Linked DNA regions of Zea mays: region 1 is linked to region 2. Evidence: chromatin contacts called from public Hi-C data. All regions are on one chromosome and are shown on one strand. Each heading gives the region's core, a stretch centred on a gene start, on an enhancer-like site or on the middle of the called end of the contact. The rest is flanking DNA. Distances are from core to core; before and after follow the strand shown.

The links. Hi-C and Micro-C count contacts between places; a contact is called where the count stands out from the background.
Region 1: a Hi-C map of bundle sheath shows a contact between it and region 2, with 5 times the contacts expected there. The contact joins two enhancer-like sites. A contact is called at or near these places in 2 of 25 Hi-C or Micro-C datasets (bundle sheath and endosperm).

What each region holds. Positions count from the first base shown.
Region 1 is chr3:64,142,305-64,146,450 of Zm-B73-REFERENCE-NAM-5.0, reverse strand. No RefSeq gene overlaps it. Among protein-coding and RNA genes, the nearest start is that of LOC100279736, 40 kb to the right of the region's middle. Within about 2 kb of position 1,885, at least 16 of the 20 cell types and tissues checked have an H3K27ac peak or open chromatin away from gene starts, as enhancers often do. A contact at or near this core is called in bundle sheath, where this site is marked.
Region 2 is chr3:63,842,495-63,846,685 of Zm-B73-REFERENCE-NAM-5.0, reverse strand. No RefSeq gene overlaps it. Among protein-coding and RNA genes, the nearest start is that of LOC103650151, 16 kb to the right of the region's middle. Within about 2 kb of position 1,430, at least 17 of the 20 cell types and tissues checked have an H3K27ac peak or open chromatin away from gene starts, as enhancers often do. A contact at or near this core is called in bundle sheath, where this site is marked.

The DNA.
Region 1 (4,146 bases), core at 636-3,135, 300 kb before region 2:
TTATGATTAATCAGAACATGACTGGGTAAAAAGAAGTGATCAAGGGCACAACTTGCCTGGGACTTGAGATTCTAGGTACCAGGATGATCTTCAGATGACTCGTGACCTCACTGCTAGTCGTAGCAATAATAATCTAAAATCGTGGGTTCGAGAATCACTAAAATCGGAGTTACGGTCATCAAGTTATGGTGTGATTAACTGATTAAAACTAAGTTTTATGCTTATCTTATAAATCAAGAGAAAAGATAACCTAGAGTAGTAATTAATTCAACTTTAATTATAAATTGACCATATAACATATTTTAGTAGATTATAATGATAGGCAGATTGACAAGACTAACCAACATAAGTTAAATAAAGATCTAATTATAAAAGAATGAGGCATGGTACAATAAATGTTGTTACTGCATAGTAAATATTCATATGAAGCTAACGCAACTTGAACGGGTCAATTCGGAATTAAAACAGAGGAGTTATGAATTTTCGAAGTTTATTAAGTGCTTAGTTTAGAATAAATCAAGTGAATAATTTTAATTCAAGTTTCATGGCTAAACAAAGATACTAGATGATAAACAATATTAGAACAAAATTATTGCAACTGGAATTACTCAATTTGGAGTTAAAATCAATTAAATATGAATTAAATCAGTTTCTAGAATTATTTTTCTACTAGAAATCAATTTCTGAATTAATCCTGAGTTTTCCCAATGGCTCTGGACCGCGGATATAATTTCCAGAGAGCATAGGGTGCACTCTATAAAAACTAGGGGCCTATACCGAATTACTTAACATGGAAAGGGATGGCGAGTTCACAAGTCAAAAGGGTGAGGGTTCTTTTAGAAAAAAAGACCATGACTGTTATAATGCGTGGGCAACCAGAGTCGTTGGATTTAAAGGGAACGGTCCAGATTAGATTTTTATAACTACGAACCGGTACGCAATCGTACTCGTTGGATCTTCATCCAACGATTCAGATTTTTAAGTTGTCGTTCTGCTCTACACCCTTCATCTGCCGATCGATGACACATATCCAAATACCCCAAGCGGTATGCCAGAACCAATCTGGGCCGCCCGTTAATGGATCCACGACCCCGCACCTTTCTTCTACCCCCGACACGCCTAGGAGGCGGCGCATAAGCGCCCGCGGTGAAGTTCGCCAGAGCGCGACGATCAAAACCCCAGGTGCTCAGCTTCCTTTGTAACTGGGTGTATCAGAGAGATGAAGCAACAGGGAACACGACATAGGTATGTATTACCTGCAATGAACCGCGTGTACCCCCCGGCCATGGCATCCTGCGGCCAACGGTGAACGGACCGTTCCGGCGAGTAATTGCGGTGCTCCCTGTGGACATTTGTCACCAGAGCGGTCACCATTACAATCACGGGAACCAAGCAAACCCATTGCTCCCACCTTTAGAAGCAGCGTGCGGCAACCCATGAGTGCCACCGACGGTGGTGCTCTTCCCTTCAACGGCAATGGTGGTATTCGGTGGCAGCACCACCAACAAAAGAAAAGGGTGAGGAGGGGAGGTTATGTGGCCCCCACTATCGCGCCGCCCTCCAGTCTCTACTACCGAAACACCACCTGCATGACATCCGCGGCCATGGCGTTGAGGCCCAGGCGAGCGTGGCTCGGAGCAGGAAGCCAGGCGAGTTACGGCAAGAGAGGATGAGGAGCGTGGTTGGCGTCGAGTGGAGGGGATGGCGCAGGATATTTATTGCCCAGCTGACGTTGGCTTCAACGGACTCCACGGATCGCGGCACGCGCGCCATGCGCGCCGAGAGGAGAGCGACACCCACAGCTTCTGTTTGTGACCAAGCGGGGAAAGGGGGAGATCCTGACGAGTGGGCCCGTGGACCAGTGAGGGGAGGAGGAATCAGGCGTGGCATAGTGTCTAGCGGGTGGGGCCCATGTGTCGGCGCCCACAGTAGAACTGGGCCGCGCGGCAGAGGGGGTTGGGTGGGCTGAAAGCGCAATCTCGAGCCCATCTAGTTTTCTTTCCCTTTTTTTAATTTTTCCTATCCAAATTCCAATTTGAAGGGTTCAAACAAAATTTAAATTCATGTTTTGGATTTCTGATTTTTAAGATACACCATAAAGTACCAATGGTAATATAACTCCTACTCTTTGCCTTAATATTATTCATTTTGCTTCCTATTAATTACTTCTAGGAGGAATAGTTTACTTATTTTTACAACTTCTTTTCTAACTTTGATCTCCCATCCCTTCCTTTTGAATTTGAATTCAATTAAGGTTTGGATCCCTAGGTTTCCACTAAGATGCACCTCCTAAGAAAATCAACATGACATGCATATATAATACTTTGCATATGATCATAAAGGAAGAGCACCTTTATAAAAAATATTAACTCCACTTTTTATTGCACATAAGTTGGGTATTACACATAGACCCCTATAATTTTGCAGATTGAACCCTGAACTTTTATTTAATCACAGAATTGGACTTAATTTTGTATTTTAAACTTCAAAACTTTTTTATTTCATATCTTTTGCATATGAACTCCAAATTGAGTTATACAAATTGCAAAATGTTCATAGGATTAACCTCTATCCAAAGAAATTATGATCATTCACTGTCTGCACATTCTAATTTTATGCCTAGACTATAGGGTAGTTTATGTAGTAGTTTATTTACTTAATAAGATAAATAAAAAGGAAATCGTAGTGGTAATTAAATGTTTAATCTTGTGCGACTAATAATATGCAAGTATGAATCTATCCCAGGTGTAAGTGTTGTGCCTCATTAAAATAAGTAGAACCTAATTATGTAACCTATGGAGATAGATAATACTTAGAGAATAACAAACTTCTAAATGTGTTAGTTCACCCTATAACCTAAACTACCTCTCAATTTTATGTTGTTCTTTTGGGATGTGTTCACTTGTTTGTACACGATTGGTGTGTTGTTCATTTGTCTTTATCCAAATGTATTGAATACATGATCGCTTTATTTAGACGACGAGCAACTCGTGGTTCCTGAGTGTGTTGCTGAAGACCTTCCTAAGCAGCAACATGGTGAAGGCAAGTGTCCTCTTACCTACTATGCCCTACTTACTTTATAATTCACCGTCCCACATTAGTTTGTTGAAAACTAAGGATTGAGTACTCTGTATTCATTTTGTCCTTGTTACCTTTTTGGGTTACTATGGTTAGCTTTATGCTATTGCTTTAACTTAATCAACGCACATGATGTGAATATTTATGATACGATGATGTTATCCCGATGATGATCTTGTAATACATTAGGGGACTCAGGATGTTTCCTGAGTACCTCTTTGTAAGGACCTGTTCGTAAAGTGACCACCCAGTATAATAGTGCAATGGGACACCCTTAGCCGAATAATTAGATGAACCTGGGGTGTAGTTGGCTTTGCTGGAGGGCCATCAATGGGGGCCGGGGCATAGTGCTCGCTCTGCTAAGGGTGGGTGCCGAGGTTCATTCGATTTGGTTTGTTAGTCACCCACCTTAGGGAGGTGTACTGTGTTTGTACGACTGGCAAAACCTAACGAGCAGATATGCACTAGGGGAGTCTTTGTAAAGGCTACGTAGTGATACCCTACCAGGCCACCTAGGTAGTGGTCAATGGGGAGTAGCGCTCTCCGGGTAGAAAGAGAATCACGACTTGTGGGTAAAGTGTGTGACCTCTTCAAAGTGTTAGAAACTGGTATATCAATCGTACTCACTGTTAAGAGTAGCCTTGGAATCCTCTTTGATTAGAAGAATTTTGGATACTTTTATGATGATGGTTAATGATGATGGTTATAATTATGATCTCTTGTATTTCCTCTTGGAGGGAGTACATTTGGGTAATAACTGGGTTTATTACTAAACTTTGGCTCTACTATTAGTAATAAATACTTGACCAACTAAAAGCAACTGCTTAACCTTAACTCCACATACAGCTAGTCCACTTTAGCCAAACGAGACATTTGCTAAGTATGTTGATGTGTACTCACCCTTGCTTTAAAAACCACCCCACCCCAGGTTGTCCGCACTGTATTCAGTGCTAAGGAGGAGATGTAGGCAACATGGAGGACTTTGAGGAGTTCTAGGACTACGACGAGTTCTAGTTATGTTAGTGGCAAACCCCCAGTCAGCTTCCTGTGAAGGCCTTATCTGCTACG
Region 2 (4,191 bases), core at 181-2,680:
TATCACTAAATTCGGAGTTACGGTTATTTAATTATGAATTTCTGAAGTTATCAAGTACTTGGAGTAGCATAACTCATGTGGATAATTTTAGTTCAAGTATCATGGGTAAACAGAATTACTAGGTGATAAACAATATTAAAATAAAATTATTGCCACTGGAACGGATCAATTTGGAATTAAAATGGGGAAGTTATGAATTTCCAAAGGTTTTATGTATTTGATATAAGATTAATTAGGGAATCAATTTTATTATTGTTTTCATGTCAAAACAGTGGTACTAGATGATAAACAATAATATTACAAAATTATAGGAATTGGAATGAATTAATTTGGACTTCATATGAATTTTCTATGAATTAAACAAATTCTAGCATTTATTTTTGCATAAAAATCATTTTCTAATTACTTTTACTGGATTTTATAAATCTCTGGACTGGGCGCATAATTCCCGAGAAAGGCAGCGGCATATGCGCAAGAATTCCCAAGAATCAGGGCCCACAACGCAGGACTGCGGGTTGGTTTTGTGGATCCACGAGGGTTCTTTAATAAAATGCATGCGACCAAGAGGGAACACCCGATCCGGACCGTCCGATTAAAAATAGACGGACATGATTAGCTTTAGGTATCTAACGAAGCGGTACGCATCCTTGACCACATGATTACCAATCAACGGTCCGGATTGATCCCCACCAATCGGTACACCGATTCTAATCCTAGCCGCACGCCCAACGATCAAAGGCTCATGCATCCCCTACCTCCTCATCTATCGGCGCGGTGCAGCAGACGCGGTCTGTGTGGCGCCCTCACCGGAGTTTGGCAATTCCGGCCATCCACTGGCACAATCCTAGCGAATCTCATGCTGTTTTAAAGGGGAGAAGGAAACATACCCGTTTGAAGGCTTATCGGGGCGGGAATGCCGTCTGTAGTTCACGGCTCGCGATGCGGCGCGGATCACGGGCAAATTCAGATTCCGACGAGGAATTGCGGTGACGAGGCGCCCCCACAACACCGAGCGATGCAGCGGCCATACTCCACTTGCATGGGTGATTCTCCACTCCTTTCCACCGGGATTTGGGCGGCGGCATCGTCGATTCGTAGGTGCGGCAGGAACCCCTCCCTTCTCTCAGCGACTCTGCTCTTTCTCGATGGCGAGGGATCTCTAGTGACGATGCGAGGTGGTTGAGCAAGAGGCGGGGCTCAGTTTTGTAGGTCACGGCGATGGCGCAACAGCCGCGGCCGAATCGGCTGGGAGGTTGACGAGGTCTGGTTGTTAGCTTCGTCCATGGAGCAAAATCCGCGCGAGGAAGACGACCGGCCGATGGGGCTCACATGTAGGTGAAACAGAAAAAAAGAACGGGGAGAGAGACGCGTGAACGTGTGCGTGCAGGGGGAAAATGCACCGCGACGTATGGCGCATGGGACCCACGCATCAGTGGCAGGCGAAGTCAGGTTGGCAAGTGGTCCCAAATGGTCAGTGTGCAGGCTGGTTTGCGGACACGTAGAGAGAATGATTAGCGGGGCCCAAATGTCAGTGCTGGCGGAATTGCGGGTTGGTTGGATGTGCTTTTAAATGGACCGACGGTGGGGTCTCAGCCCAAGTAGCGCTTTCACCTTTTCCTTTTTATTTTCTATTCTCCTTCTCTAATCTTTTTTATTCAACTTTTGAATTCAAATTTAAATGTGAACTTGCACTCAAATTAAAATTACAAAATAAACATACTAGTATGGGTAGATTTTTTTATTTATTTACTTATTTATTTTGTATAACATCTTTCCTTTTTTTCTTTATTCTCTTTCTTTTACTTATTTTCAAATTCAAGTTTAAATTCATAATTCTAAATTCAAATCTGAGTTTCAAATTTGGTTATAAGTGCAACAACACATGAAACCCAATCATGAAGCAAGCATAGTTTTTTATTTGAGTTATTTATTATCTCGGTTAAGCAAATGCTTCTAAACATAATAATGATTGGGGGGTATTTCCCAAATCAATAGGAAATCATCCCATTTATTTATTTTTCTGTGTTTAAAAATAAATTTTAAAAGTCTCGACAAGACTTGAGTCATCTAATTTTATTACTATCTTTACCTAGCAATACTCATTTAAATAAAGTCTTTTAGTGTATCATTTAATGAAATGAATAATCATTTTGTTGAATAGAAAACCTTTCTATTACTTCTTTTTCTAAAATAATTCTCGATTTTCAGAATTCAGTCCTCAATTTTCAACATACAAGTATAATTTGAGGAATCTAAATTTGCTATTTTATTTTTTTCATATATTTATTATTATTATTATTATTATTATTATTATTATTATTATTTTCTTATACACATTTTGGGCCTTACAGCTCCGCCGCACCACCAGTAGCTCGGGACACCCCTTGGTTTGCCCCTAACCCCTCTGGTTTATACGGTCCGCGTTCACCGTAGTGTTTCCTGTGCAGCCGGAGTCCACCGCCGTCGACCCAGGACTTCACCGCCTCCCCGCCGTCCTCCAGACGCTTCTGAGTTCGCGCTTGTGGTAAGCAACCTCCCCCTGCCTCTATTTCTCTGTTTATTGTCCTGGTTGTCGCGCAATTGCTCACCGGAGTAGGTTTGCGCCGCCTCGGGACCTTTCCGCCGTGGTCTGCGCCCTCTGGTGCTCCCACGCCGGCGTGATGCCCATGGTTGTGTTCGTCGTGTCGCCCTGAATGCGTCTGACCCTTTCCCTAAGCCCCTAGAGCACCGGAGTGGTCGTCCCCCTTGTCTCCGGCGAGACCCCACCGCGAGACCGAGCGGCGCCACCACGCTCATGTCCAGCCACCGGCTATTGGATCTCGGGCGTCCGTCTGAGATCAAGCGGTTTAGATTTAATCGGAGCGGATCTAATCTTAGCCCTTCGATCTAGATCCGACCGTTCCTCACTCTCTCCCTCACCAGCGCCCCTGCCGTTGGGTCCGGCCTGTCAGCCCTGCCATGGGTCGATGACACCCCGAGCCCAACTGTCAGCGCTCGCCGCGCGCCCGCGTGCTCGGCCGCGAGATCTAATCTCGGCCGTCCGCTCGGGATCGTGCGGTCCAGAGTACCCAATACCCTTTCGCGTGGTAGTTTTGCGTAAGAAACCCTCGGGTTTTCGAGAATCAACCCGCTGTCCCTGGTTTTCGCGCGCAGGCCCCTAAGATCTTGCAGATTGAACCCTAGGCTTTTAAATAATCACAGAATTAGGCTTAATTTCATACTTTAAACTTCAAAACTTGTTTATTTCATATCTTTTTCATATGAACTCCAAATTGAGTGGTTCAAATTGCAAAATGTTCATAAGAATATTCTCTGTTCAAATAAATTATATTCATCCACAGTCTTTGCACTTTAATTTTATACCTAGACTATAGGTTAGTGTATGTGTGGAATTAGTCACTTAATAAAATAAATGAAGAGAAACCCAAGTTGCAAATGAATATTTAATGTGGTGAGATTAATAATGTGCCATGTAAGAATTGATCCCTGGTATAATTGTGTGTCTCACTAAAGTTAGTAGAACTAAACTATGTAATCCATAATGTCTAGGAAATTACTGATTTCTAATTATATTAAACCCTAGCATTTAAGTCTACCCTACATATTTTAGGTGTTTTTATCAACTTGTGTTCAGTTGTTGGTACATTATTGGTGTGCTGTTCATTTGTCATTTACCAAATGTATTGAATGCATGATCATTTTATTTAGACAACGAGCAGCCCGTGGTTCCTGAGTGTGTTGTCGAAGATCTCCTTGAGCAACAACCTGGTGAAGGCAAGTGTCCTCCGACCTATCATGTCCTATTTACTTTATAATTCACGGTCTCGCATTACATTATTTAAAACTTAAGGATTGACTAGTCTGTATTTACCTTATCCTTGTTTACCTTTTTGGGTTAATCATGGTTAGCTTATGCTATTGCTTTAACTTAATCAATGAATATGATGTGATTATTTATGATACGATGATGTTATCCCGATGATGATATTGTGATACTTTAGGGGACTCAGGCTGTTTCCTGAGTACCTCTCTGTAAGGACCTGTTTGGGGTGTGACAACCCGGGATAACAGTGCAACCATGAGGGTGGAATGGGACGCCCTTAGCTGATTAATTAGAGGAACCAGAGGAGTAGTTGGCTTCACTGTAGGGCCGTCAATGGGGTCCGGGCACAGTACTTGCTCTGCCGAGGT